Regions from separate parts of the Mus musculus genome. Here all the other regions are linked to region 2. A link is a contact called in public HiChIP or PLAC-seq data. All regions are on one chromosome and are shown on one strand. The core of a region is the stretch at or near the end of the contact, and the rest is flanking DNA. Distances in the headings are between cores, read along the strand shown. Region 1 has its middle 33 kb from the start of Gm30327. Region 2 overlaps Gm46165 (a long non-coding RNA gene). Region 3 holds the start of Glul (glutamate-ammonia ligase (glutamine synthetase)).

Region 1 (4,587 bases), core at 694-3,193, 130 kb after region 2:
CGGGTGAACAAGAACAAGAGATCCCCAGGGAAAGAAAACAGAAAAAAAAATCTTAAATGTAGCACTCAGGGCTGGAGAGATGGCTCAGTAGGGAAGAGCCCTGACTGCTCTTCCAGAGGTCCTGAGTTCAAATCCCAGCAACCACATGGTGGCTCACAACCATCCGTAATGAGATCTGATGCCTTCTTCTGGGGTGTCTGAAGACAGCTACAATGTACTTACATATAATAAATAAGTAAACCCTTAAAAAATATGTAACACTCAGAAAACTTGGTTCCAAAATACAATAATATATGAAGCAGGAAAATGGAGCAGCAGGCAGAATTTTCAGTGTAACAGATGTTAACACGGAGTTAAATCAGGTCTGTGATTAAAGTACCAGAAAATTAACAAAATGTGAACTTCAGACATTGAGTTAAGTGTATAGGTGGTTGGGAACTCTTCTCTCTCTCTCTCTCTCTCTCTCTCTCTCTCTCTCTCTCTCTCTCTCTGTGTGTGTGTGTGTGTGTGTGTGTGTGTGTGTGTGTGTGTGTGTGGGTGTCTCTCTGAAGGTGTGTCAGGATGATGGCAGATGCTATACCAGCAATCTACAATCTGTCACAATGCTTCCTGATCCCACAAGGTTATAAAGAGAAGCCAGGTGTAGTGGCATGCACCTGTAATCCCAGCACTTGACACTGACAGGCAGGAAAATGAGCTCAGCCAGGATCATTTCCAGTTACAGAAAGAAATGAGGGCTGGGGGGAGTTCAGTTAGTACATTCCCAGCATGCATGAAGCTCTGGCCTCAATCCCCATATGGGACGAAGAGGTAAAAGGATCAGGCATTCAAAATCTTCCTTGGCTTCATTTCCTGTTTAAGCCAGCCTGAAATGTATGAGACCTTGTTTCAAATAAATAAATAAATAAATAAATAAATAAATAAATAAATAAATAAAATCCCCAAAGAAAAAAATAAAGAGGGAAAATCCCATCACCCAGTGACACCATAGGGGAAGACATTGTCCCAAGTTTCTAATGATGCTACAACAAACAAATGTACTGTAGAACAGCTATATAAAATTATTACTTATAATATATTACTTTTATATGTAAAACAGTTTTCTGTAATCAGATCCTAGAACAATCATCATCAGAGAGGCTTCATCCAGCAAGTGGTGGGAGCAGATGCAGAGACCCACAGCCAAACATTAGAAGGAGCTCAGAGAATCCTGAGGAAGGGGGGGAGGAAGGATTACAGGAGCCAGAGGGGTCAAGGACACCACAAGAACTACAGTTGGGATATAATATATGAGAGAAGAATAACAGGGTAGATGATAGATAGATAGATAGATAGATAGATAGATAGATAGATAGATAGACAGACATTAAATAGAGAAATAGAGATATATAGATACATAGACAGATATATAGATATATTAGATACATACATACATAGATGCATAGATACATTAAATACATAGATGCATAGATACATTAAATACAGATACATAGATATATAAATACATTAGATAGATAGATACATAGATACATAGTTACATAGATATATAGATGCCTACATATATAAACAGACAGACAAACAGACAGACAGATACATACATACATATATATATACATACATTAAATAGATGATAGATAGATAGATAGATAGATAGATAGATAGATAGATAGATGGATAGATAGATAGACAGACAGACAGATATTTTCTGTAAACAATATGCCAAGTCAGTATCATCCTCATAAGCCTTGTTCTTGGCTTTTGATTCTTTGTTTTGAGAAAGAGAGTCTCTCTGTAGAGCCCAAGCTGGCCTCAAACTCTCAACCTTCCTTCCTTAGCCTCATGACAGCTGTGATTTACAGCTGTGACTACAGCTGTGGGCCGCACACACCTGGCCCTTTGTCTCTTAGTTGCATCATTTCGTCACGGGCTTGATTACACTGAGGTGCTTGTTGTCTGAGAATTTCATATACAAGTACCGTACTCACATCACCCCCGCTTCGCCCAACTCCGTCTGAGCCGCCCCTTCTCAAACTCATGGCCTCTTATTCTTTCATTGTTTTGGTAGGGGTGTGTGTGTGTGTGTGTGTGTGTGTGTGTGTGTGTGTGTGTGCCTGTGTTTATAAACCCAACCTCCTGAGTTCATTTAGTGCTGCTCATATGCACAGCTGGCCTCTTAGGATTAGATAACCACAAGCTCATCCCTGAAGCCCGATTCTCCTCTCAGCAACCATTAATTGCCTGTAGCTATTTATCCAAGGGTAGAGAGCCTTGTGAGAAGGTTGTTTGTCCTCTGTGACCATGGAAACAATAGGCCACACCATGTGTCTATAGACTCACAGAATACCACATAGTCTCAGTGTGCAGTAGGCTATACCAATTGAGTTTGTGTAAATGTGACCTATGATACTTGCACAAGGCAGAAAGTGCTTAAAAATATGCTTCTCACACAGTATCCCTGATAGGCAGCCCATGACTACCAGGGTTGGGGAGGGATTCTCATATCAGATGGCCTCCAAAATCTAAGAAATACTTTCTAGGCTTACCTTGGCCATAAATAAGACTGTAAATGAAAAATCACTGACAACTTTTTCTAATTAGTCGCCTTGAAATGTTTTTCTTTCACACAGTTCTTTTTGTTTGTTTGTTTGTTTGTTGTTTGTTTGTTGTTTTGAGGGGGTTGGGTTTTTTGTTTTTGTTTTGTTTTGTTTTGTTTTGTTTTGTTTTGTTTTGTTTTGTTTTGAGACAGGGCTGTGTAGCCCTGGCTATCCTGGAACTCACTCTGTAGACCAGGCTGGCCTCAAACTCAGAAATCCACCTGGTTTCCGCCTCCCAAGTGCTGGGATTAAAGGCATGTGCCACCACGCCCGGCTTCACACAGTTCTTAAACAGAAAGAAGCCTGAAGTGGGACGTGGTGACACATGAGGCATAACATAATATGCTCTCTTGATAATCAATCTTATCGACATGTTCAGACTGTAAGTTCAGGGCTAGCATGGGCTACTTAGCTAGACTCTGTTTCAAAAAATAAAAATCAAAGAAGCCTTTAAGAACATTGGCTGAGCACTTGGCAGCCTTTCCCACTGACTATATTACTTGATTTTAGAACAACCCCAAAGCTGCTTATTCAGATACCACTTTACAGATCAGTTATTTTTGTTATTGTTGTTTTGAGACAAGGTCTCTAGTATCCTGGGATAGCCCCAAACTCACTAAGAAGCTGTGGATGGCCTTGGACTCCTGTTCCTCTTGCTCCCCAAGTACTAGGATTAGATGTGTGCACCACCGTGCTGGGCTTATACTGTGTTGTAGACAAACCCACAACAACAACAACAACAACAACAAATGACATTCCCTAGAGTCATGCACCTCCAGAATGTCAGAACTCAGGAGGCACAAAATTCCTATCATTGGGACTTCAGTTTAGTGGATGGGAACCTTGGTGGGATTCAGGGACAAGCAGCTGAGGTGCCTACTTAATGTACCAAAGGAGACCTGGCCTCCAGGTTCTCCCAACATCCCTCAGTCCCTACATGAATTTCTCAGTCCAGGAGCTGGGCTTCCTCTCTCCCAGAGTCTCTTCACTATACAACCCAGACACTTACTTTGGTTTTCTCTCTCTCCTCCCTTCCTCCCTCCCCACTCTCTGCATTTCTCTCTCCCTATGTGCTCAAGGTCTTTCTTTCTCTTCCTCCTCCTCTCTGTCTCCTACTCTACCAGTGAACTCTCCTGAGAGCTGCCGCAATAAACTTGCCTTTATATACTTTTTAATTCAGCTTGAATTGGCTTATATCCACCCACCCCACACCCCATCCCCAAGAAAACCTATCAGAGCCGGGTATGGTGGCGCACGCCTTTAATCCCAGCACTCGGGAGGCAGAGGCAGGCAGATTTCTGAGTTCGAGGCCAGCCTGGTCTACAAAGTGAGTTCCAGGACAGCCAGGGCTATACAAAGAAACCCTGTCTCGAAAAAAAAAAAAAAACAGAAAGAAAGAAAGAAAGAAAGAAAGAAAGAAAGAAAGAAAGAAAGAAAGAAAGAAAGAAAGAAAGAAAGAAAGAAAGAAGGCAGGAAGGAAGGAAGGAAGGAAGGAAGGAAGGAAGGAAGGAAGGAAGGAAGGAAGGAAGGAAGGAAGGAAGGAAGGAAGAAAACCTATCAAAGCGGAGAATTAGACTTCCTGTCCAGTGTACTTGGCTCTAAGGAAAGATGCTCAAGGTCAATCAGAAACTGAGCCCCACTGCACTCTACCTTGCTGCTCTTCTGAGCTTTCAACGCTGTCAACGAACTTTCCCTCCAGGCTTCCTGAAGGATGGCTGTGTGTTGAAGCCATGCACCTCCTGACACTTGTTCAGAGGGTTCTTGTCTGCAAAAACACTATGATTTTAGAGGCCTCCAAGGGGATGTAGCTGACAAGCAGAATAACAAGCAGAGTAGACTCTAGTCAACATGGTCTCAAAGAGGGACGGGCTAAAGATGTAGCCTCCCCGGGGCCTAAGATATGAGGAAGGGGATGGTTGCATCCTGAGCTCCTAGGAACTGGGAACCCCTGTCCTTTAGCAGGCATTCCATGACTATAAGTCAATTATTGTTA
Region 2 (4,599 bases), core at 969-3,468:
TTGGGGCTGGTTTACAGGTTCAGAGTTCATTTTCACCAAGGCGGCATCCAGGCAGGCATGGTGCAGGTGGAGCTGAGAGTTCTACATCTTCATCTGAAGGTGCTAGGAGAATACTGGCTCCCAGGCATCTGGATAAGGGTCTTAAAGCCCACACTCACAGTGACACACCTACTCCAACAAGGCCACACCTACTCTAACAGGGCAGTATCTTCTAAAAGTGACACTCCCTGGACTGTGATATACAAACCATCACAGTCTACCTCTCATCTACCTCATGCAGGTACTTGGCTAACAGCAATATATATATTATTATGTGTGTGTGTGTGTGTGTGTGTGTGTGTGTGTGTATTCTAGTTGCTTCTAGAATAAATATAGAAGTAGTCACCACTGGGACTCATGAGGTGTTATATGAGTACCAAACAATGAAGGACACCATTGTCTTTGATTCAGAGGCAGCACTTTAGGCTGGGGCAAGGCTTAAATACCTCTCCCCCCTTTTTCTTTTCAATTCCCTCAACACAACATAGCTGAGGACAGTATTTCTGAGACCAGCTCCTTCAAGTAACTCCATGGACTGGTGACTTTTCTATCGCTCTGATGAGACACCATGACCAAGGCAACTACAGAAGCCAGGATTTATTTGGGGCTTACAGAAGGATAAGAGTCCATCACCATCAGGGTGTGGGGCTGGGGGTGGGGGGAGCATGGTGACAGGCAGTCATGACAGTTGGAGCAGAAGCTGAGAGCTCACCTCTTGAGCTGCAAACAAGAAGTAGTGAGAGTGCACTAGCAAATCATGTGCGTGCCTTTTAAATTCTCAAAGTCTGTCCCAGGGACATATTTCCCAGCAAGTCCACTGCTCCTAAGCCTTCCCAAGCAGGACTACCGACTGAGGACCAAGTATTCAAATACCTGAGACTTGGGGTGGTGGGGTAGCATTTTCTTCACACCACAAAATCCATCTCCTACACCCAGCAAACAGATGACCCTTACCCAGAGGTCATTAGTTTAACTCACTGTGCTTTTTCCATGTGGATAACAAAGGGCCTTAGCTAGCTTGAAAGCATGGCTCTGGCAGGCATTAACCTTCTCCACATTCCATTTACCTTGCCTAACGCCATTAGATTACATTCCTAAAGTGATACACCAAAGTCTATTCCCTTATTTGACTACTTCTTCCTCCTCTGGCTGACTACCAAGGTCCACCTGTCAAAGTATTGAAGTCTAGCAACCAAAAGCCCCCTTTGGCTCACCTAACTACAATGCTGAATTAAAATTAAACACCTCATCCTAACAGTTTTCCCTCTTTACTTTATAAACTGCCATTTTTCTATGTGCCAATCTGTCTCCTCTCTATCCAGAGACAGTCCTTTGTCCCACTGAGACAAATACCTCTTCCCACCCTCTCCTTTGTTCCCTTCCTCTTCTCCCGCTTCCTCTATCTCTTGCCTTTGTCTCTTATTTCCTGCCGTTTGTCCCTCTGAGGCAAATACATCTTTGTACTGAGAACTTGGTCTTGGGGATCCTGAGACAGCACCTATCCTTTCAGATAATATTCCACTTCTCTAATCACACTGAGATCAGCCCCCCTGGCCTCCCCTTCTTCCTCACTGCCCCGTGGGATTGTCCTCTAACTACCAGCTCACTGATTAAGTCTCTACTTTGTGAACATTCATTTAGACAGTAGGAGAACCAAACTAAGGACAGAGTCTCCTAATCTCCCGAGTCAAGGTTTAACCGGAAGGGTGAAACAATCTTATCATGTGACCCAATCTCTGTTAAACTTTCTGAGAAATCTCCTGTGATTGGCAACACAAGTTGGCTATGGCAGTCCCAGCTGTCTGGAACCAAAAACTCCCTCTCCAGCAGCCTTAAATAACATGGATGTGTTATCTTACATAGCCTGAAGCCTAGGGACAGCTTAGGTTCCAGGAAAGATATGGTTCAGTGAAAGTCAGTTGTGTTCCCAAGGACACAGGTCTGTCTCTCTACCTTCATCTGCCGTCCTGAGTTCCTGCTTCATGGGATGGCTCTTTCTCTTCAATTGATTCATACCAGACATGTCAGGCAACATATTTTTTCATTTCCCTAGCAGGAAATAGCAAATGAAAATGGCCATTTCCAAAGCTCTCTTCTTTTTGCCTTAACCTGATTAGGTCAGTATACACCAAGTGTTCGTGGATGACTCAGTAAGAGTTGCCAGAAGATTTCCACGAACTGACTAGTAGCAGTACTGTTGATACTTGGAGTTGGATAATTGTTTGCAGTGGCAGTTCTATGAGCCGTAGGGTATTTGGCACCATCCTCATGCCTTACAGTACAGTCCCCTCACCAGTCTTGAGAAGTGAAACTGGCTCCAGTGGTTGCCAAAAGTTAAAAGGGGGCAGGGAGAGCAAAATCATCCCAGTGAGATAGACTAAGCAGGTTCCTTAACTGTCTCTTATGTCTCTTATTTTTTTATATATGATAAATACATAGACAGATAGATACATAGACAGACAGACAGACAGACAGATAGACAGGTGCCTAAAATGAGAACCTTAACAGGACCAGAAGCAGAATTAGAAGTTACCTTGTACAGACATGCAGGATATAGATAGTAGGTTATAAATGTCAACTGTCACTTTCATCTACTAATTAATGTCTGGAATATAGGCTTTACTAAATGAAGTTTTTCAAAATAAATTCAGTAGAAAATTATTTGGAGCTATGCAACAAGTGAACCAACAAAATAATATTCTATAATACCATTCCTGCTGCTTGTCCAAAGTGAATATCATTATGAAGGTGGGGAGAATTTCATTTCTTCTCTTGAGAAGCTATTTGGTGTCTGTACTGGCTAGTTTTGTGTCAACTTGACACAGCTGGAGTTATCATGAAGAAAGGAGCTTCAGTTGATGAAATGCCTCCATGAGATCCAACTGTAAGGCATTTTCTCAATTAGTGATCAAGGGGGAAAGGCCCCTTGTGGGTGGGACCATCTCTGGGCTGGTAGTCTTGGTTCTATAAGAGAGCAGGCTGAGCAAGCCAGGGGAAGCAAGCCAGTAAAGAACATCCCTCCATGGCCTCTGCATAGGCTCCTGCTTTCTGACCTGCTTGAGTTCCAGTCCTGCATCCTTTGGTGACCAACAGCAGTATGGAAGTGTAAGCTGAATAAACCCTTTCCTCCCCAACTTGCTTCTTGGTCATGATGTTTGTGCAGGAATAGAAACTCTGACTAAGTCAGTGTCCTCACTGGAATGTAAGTCAGATAGATAGAGATAGATGGATAGATAGATAGATAGATAGATAGATAGATAGATAGATAGATAGATACCTAAGTGTCCATTTAGAATCTCTATGGCCACTACAGAATGAAAAGGGTGAGCTGCTGGGAACTGAGGATCTGGGTAAAGTCCGCTGTGTACCATGCCTTGTACCAAAGTGATATGTCTTAGCTAAGTGCCATGGAGCTGGAAATGCAGCCTAAAAGGACACCAGATCAGCTCATCCATCAGCCAAATTCAGGACCTAAAAATATCACAGATGAAGAAGTGGAGTGATCATTGCAAAGCTTTTCAGGCGAGGCAAGAGATGGCACACATGCTGCTTCACGACTCACTTCATCTCTCAGTGATCGTGCAAAGCAGGAGCAGACAGGCCAGACATGATGGTAGAAAAATACCACAAGAATGCTACTGAGCTCTCTAAACATGGTGGCTGGAACATGCAAGCACTATTCTAAACCCCACTCACAGGTCTGGAAGAAGGTTTTGTTGTTATTTGTGAAAAGGTCTCACTCCTGGTCAAGGATAGCATAGTGCTCATTATATAAACCAGGCTGGTCTCAAACTTTCGGTAATCTTCCTGATTGAGCACTGAGTTCTAGGACTATAGTCATGAGCCCCCATACCTGGCTTTAGGTTTTTAAAAATAAATCCCTTACACCCAAAATCTTAAGAACAAAATAAAAATGAGTCTGGAAGAGTCACTAGGTAAGAAGTATTAGGATCAGAAGAAAATGATGAGCTGAAGAGTGTGTGTGTGTATGTGTGCGCACACGAATGCACATGTGTATGCATGTTTGTATAGGGTCACCTCAGAGGCTTACTGCAGAAAAAAGCAAAATAAAACAAAAACCCCAAAGCCTCATCCTTCCAGTTCTTTCTAAACTCTGGCTGGCTGGTTCAACTCAGCTGTTCTTGCTCAAACTCCTCTCCAAGCTGACTGATTCAAACTGGTTCTCTCGGATTCTCACTCAATTGCTCTCCTTGGAAAACTGCCTTTGAAATCCACAAACTGGACTGCACTGAGCTGAACTCAACTGAACTCCACTGCACTGCCTGAACTCAGCTAAACTACACTCACTGAACTGCAATCCCTCTCTCTCTCTCTCCTTCTCTTCTCTTCTCTTCTCTCTCTTTCTCTCTCTCTCTCTCTCTCTCTCTCTCTCTCTCTCTCTCTCTCTCTCTCTCTCTCTCTCTCTCTCTCTCTCTCTCCTCTCCCTTTGTGCTGCTCTCTTAAATAGCCTCTCTTTTCTAACTTCTCCTGAGAGCTGGGCATATCCTATCTCTGACTCATTCTGTCCAATGTTTCTGATTTGTCACTTTGTCTGCCCCT
Region 3 (4,162 bases), core at 769-3,268, 190 kb after region 2:
TACCAGTCTCTGCCTCCTGAGAGCTGGGATTAAAGGTATGCCCCCTCCACACCAGGCCTCAACTGCTGACTTCATTACTGTGGTGAAAAGCCTTACTCCAGAGACAGATTTCAATGTGAAAATTAACAGTATTTGACGATCCCACCGGATAATATTTTCTGGTACGTAGAAAAATCCCACTTCTAAGTTTACAAGCCACAGGAGTCGGGGCAAGATCTTCGATGAATGTGAGGCTACAAAAAACCAGCCTCAAAACACAAGAGGAAATGCCCCCCTCCCTCCCTAATCTCCCCGGATAGCTGGAGAGGGAACATATTGTTCTCCTCCAATGACTTGGGCAACTTTCTGAAGTACAGTGGCAAAGTTTCTATGGGCAACCGTCCATGTTTGCCCAAGTGAAAACAACTGCCTCTCCCTCCAAAAGCCTCACCCTTCCCCCGGGGAACAGATGAGCCTCTGCTGTCAAGTCCGATGCAGAACCAAAGCCTCTGCCTACACCACTTAGAGGCCCGGATTGTAATTCTAGATGGCTTCAATTTACACCACTCATCAGCTTTCCTCCTCTGCCGTGCCCCCCGCCCCCCACACACACACATCCAGCATTAATGAACTGTTAGGGGAACCTGAGTTCCTCCTCTGGCCCTGGTTCCCTGAGACCAGCTGGGTGCCAGCAGCCTAGTGTACATAGATAGCACCAACTGGTGTCCCTGTAGTGCAAAGTGGAATGGGTTCTTAAAATTCTGAGTAGTTTCTGCGGGTTGCCAGATGCACCCGGGGTCCTTCGCCCTGACTTTTACTCACCCCAGCCAATGAGAATCAAATGCACTGGGGTTGTACTCTCTAGACCTCCTCTTTTTAGAGCAGTGTTCATGCCTCTCCTCGTTCTCGATTTCTCGCTGGTCTAAGCAACGGAGCTTTTTGGGCGAGGGCGATGGAGTGGGGGACCCAGACCGTTCGGAGGGGGAGGTGCTGGAATAAGACGGGTGCGATTTAATCTTAACCCTCGACTTCTCCCCGGAGTTCACAGAGTAGGCAACGAAGCCTAAAGTATTAGAAGGGGACTCTGAGGACCGAGAATCTCCATCTTCTACGTCTTCAATGGTTGGTTTCTTTGAGTATTTGCGGCTGGGGGAGGATCCCCGCTTCCCGCCCCCGGAGGAGTTGGGGCAATCCACTTTGAAAGCAGCCTTCCCACTAAAATGTCCGGAAAGTCGGTGCCGCGACCCTCGGGCCCGCGTAGATCTCAAGGCCTCTCCCAGGGGGCCATACCCCGGCGAGGGTAGAGGCCGGGTGGCGAGAGTGGGGCGACCGCGGGAGGCACAGCGCGCCGCTGCTGCCTCCGCTTGGCGCGGCCTCTCCACTGCGGAGCCCGCCGGCCACTCCGGGGCTCCGGCTCTCCATTGTTCGGTCATATGGTAAAGGCCTAGGACACGGCGTTGGGAGCTGGGGAGTGGTGCCATCAACGCTTAGGACCACCATCCTCAACCAGACCACCCACAGCGTGACGACGCCCCCCAAATGCGCCGCCAGGAAGAGAGGATCAAGGCGCCTGCGCCCACCTAAGGCAAGAACCCTCTCCCGCTGGGACCACCGGAAAGCCCCCATCTCAGCGTGAACCCCAGCCAACGGCGCCTGCCTCCCGGGGCGGCGCCTCCGGCCGCAAGTATAGAACAGATCAAAACAACCCGCAACCCCGCCCTTCCCGGAGCTTGGCTCACAGCGCGTCCTAGGAACACCAAGCAGAGCCGGCCCGGGCCGCACGCTGCAAACACGCGGGAGGCACGAGCGCTGCATCCCGCTCCGTACAGCAGCTGACTGGAGCTGGGAAGTAGAGTGCGACCCCACAGCCCGGGCGGCCGTACATTCCTGGACCCTCCGTGCGCTTACCAGAGCGGTGGCCGGCCGGATGATGGATGGGTGAACAGGTCAGGAGAGCGAGGCGGAGAGGAGATGGGTGAGCGTGCTGTTCAGACACTCTGCTCTACTCCCATTCTCCGCTCTGCAGGGTCGCTGGCTGCTCGGTACTTTTTATTGACAGCTTGTGCCCGCCCCCAGTCGCCTTGATTGGCTGACCTAGGCCAGGAAACCCGCGCCCATCAGCTGCTGCGCGCCGGGGCCCTGAGGCCATTGGCCGAGGAACTGTGCGGGAGCCTCAGGGTGGGGCGAGCGAGACCCAGAAGAAAGAAAGAGAAAGGGGAGTGGGGGAGGGGAGGCAGCGGCGGCTGGAGGAGGGCCAGGGCCGAAGGTGCAGGATGCATTTGCAGCTTGCGTTCTTAAGCGACCTCTGGACCCTCGGACCCAGGCTGAGGCTTCCTCAGAGTCATTTGGCCTCGGCTCTTTGCTTCCTTAACGGTACAGAGGTTTTCGAGGAGATCTGTCACTGAAAATCCAGAACCCCAGAAGAGAATTTTACCCTTTGTTTGTTGAGCGAGCCTGGGGACGGGTTGGGCTGGGGAGAGGCAGGGAGCCCTGATCAGGCGCGGGGAGAGAGAGAGAGAAACACGATTCCCAGAACCTGGAGGACCCTATCTTCCTGGTTTCCTGAGTGGATTTGGGGGAAGTGGTCAGACTGTGATTTCACGGTTTAAACACAAGTGTGATGTTTCTATAAAGAGGATTCTGGACGTCCATAGTCTATTTGATGTTGCCTTGTGTGTGTGTGTTCCCGTCTCTCAGCCTTTCCTTGGATCTGCAAAATAAAGCAGATGGAAGGACTTTCAGAGCAGTTGACCGGGAAAGCAGGGTGGCAACATGCCTTTAATCCTAGCACTCAGGAGGGAAAGCGGGGGTGGCACACGCCTTTAATCCTAGCACTCAGGAGGCAGAGGCGGGTGGGTCTCCTGAGTTCGAGGCCAGTCTTCTCTACAGAGGGAATTCCAGGACAACCAGGGTTTCACAGAGAAAACAAACAAAAAAGCAAGAGGGGTGGGGGGAACCCCTGGCTTTGCTTCCCAAGTTGTTTTTAACTGTGTGTGTGTGTTGGGGGAGAGGGAATGAGAGTTTTCTCTTTCCTTTCTTAACCCTGCAGTGATGGCTGAGATAGTGTGTGAATACTGTAGTGAGACAAGCTGAAAATGTGCACAGAATTTACCTGTAAAAAAATAGACGTGGCCCATATATTGTTATTAATGCTATGCTCTGAGCAGTCTCTTTCTAGTACATGAAATCCACCTCATGGCTGGGCTTTATCTTTCAGGACTTCTGGCATTCGAGATGAAGTTTTCTCTCTAGATGCCAGAAACCCACGCTCTCAGTGCCTTTGGAAGAGGAAGGGATGAAGTTTGTGCTTCTGCTTCTGTGTATGCACCACAAATATGAAAAAGAAAGGTTGCCTGTGACCCCACACACATAGCTCGGCCTGTTAGGTCAACCTCTGTCAATTTCCCCTGAGTGTGTCTGACACAGTGGCTCACAGAAGCAGCATGCCCCACAGGTGGGGATTTGAATAGGCTTTGGACCAGAAAGGCACCTTGCAAATTCTGTGTCCTAGTCAGTACTGTGTGAAGCGTTTTACCATGAGGTTGTTCAACAGCGGGGCTTCACGTCGGGCAAACCCAAGTTCATTCTGAGTAGTAGCCAAATTAGTAGCCACACAAGCTCTGTCTTAGCATTTGTAGCGGGGATGACAGTGGGACCTGGAACATGAGGAGTGTTAGGAAGACGATGTCATCTCATAGGTCAATATAATCTGAAGAGACTGAGTCGTTTCTTTCCATGATTACTCTGTGTGTGCATGCATGTATGCACACATGCACGTGTGTGTTATACACTGCATCCATATGTGTAGAGGTCAGAGGATGACTTTAGGTGTCTTCTATCACCCTCTACTTTTTTTTTTTTTTTTTGAGACAGGGTCTGACATTGAACTTGTAACTGCAACTTAACTAACTTGGTTGCCCGGTGACTCCCAGGGATCTTTCTGGATCTGCCTCTGCACAGCTTGAAGAAGTTACCTGCATTGCAGATGACTTCTTACATGGTTGCTGGAGATGAACTCCGGGACCCTCATTCTTTTGAAGAGAGGACCCACCAACGGCACTGTGGCACTGGCACTGCACCCCCCCCCACCCCCCACCCCCTGCCCACTCGGGTGATGCAGCTTTCTGCCTCCGTAGTGAGCTGCGCCATTACTTAAGGAAGTAAGGTGTAGACTCAGCAACAA

What was found. HiChIP or PLAC-seq counts read pairs in DNA pulled down with a chosen protein or histone mark.
Region 1: an H3K27ac HiChIP or PLAC-seq map of extraembryonic endoderm stem cells shows a contact between it and region 2. The contact joins two enhancer-like sites. A contact is called at or near these places in 1 of 484 Hi-C or Micro-C datasets (uterus) and 4 of 115 datasets of contacts at active chromatin or transcription factors (embryonic stem cells, extraembryonic endoderm stem cells, microglia and 1 more).
Region 3: a contact with region 2 is called in an H3K27ac HiChIP or PLAC-seq map of microglia, with 6 times the contacts expected there. The contact joins the promoter of Glul here to the enhancer-like site in region 2. A contact is called at or near these places in 16 of 39 promoter capture datasets (the C10 cell line, the HPC-7 cell line, cranial neural crest and 11 more), 13 of 484 Hi-C or Micro-C datasets (the HPC-7 cell line, bone marrow-derived macrophages, cranial neural crest and 6 more), 35 of 115 datasets of contacts at active chromatin or transcription factors (the 230-238 cell line, the NIH/3T3 cell line, bone marrow-derived macrophages and 18 more) and 5 of 9 other capture datasets (adipose tissue, bone marrow-derived macrophages, embryonic tail and 2 more).

Annotation. Positions count from the first base shown.
Region 1 is chr1:153,955,762-153,960,348 of GRCm38.p6, reverse strand. No RefSeq gene overlaps it. Among named protein-coding and RNA genes, the nearest start is that of Gm30327, 33 kb to the left of the region's middle. Within about 2 kb of position 1,943, at least 15 of the 459 cell types and tissues checked have an H3K27ac peak or open chromatin away from gene starts, as enhancers often do. A contact at or near this core is called in extraembryonic endoderm stem cells, where this site is marked.
Region 2 is chr1:154,087,775-154,092,373 of GRCm38.p6, reverse strand. The region is part of intron 1 of Gm46165 (a long non-coding RNA gene); the gene reads right to left. The region is part of intron 2 of LOC108167736 (a long non-coding RNA gene); the gene reads left to right. Among named protein-coding and RNA genes, the nearest start is that of Gm46165, 26 kb to the right of the region's middle. Within about 2 kb of position 2,218, at least 20 of the 459 cell types and tissues checked have an H3K27ac peak or open chromatin away from gene starts, as enhancers often do. A contact at or near this core is called in embryonic stem cells, extraembryonic endoderm stem cells, microglia and 1 more, where this site is marked.
Region 3 is chr1:153,897,785-153,901,946 of GRCm38.p6, reverse strand. It overlaps Glul (glutamate-ammonia ligase (glutamine synthetase)), which reads right to left and starts at 2,018. Exons shown (of 7, transcript NM_008131.4): 1 at 1,888-2,018. Gm38440 (a long non-coding RNA gene) reads left to right here and starts at 2,171. Exons shown (of 2, transcript XR_387481.3): 1 at 2,171-2,352; 2 at 3,197-4,162. Mir8114 (microRNA 8114) reads right to left here and starts at 2,021; the gene lies at 1,911-2,021.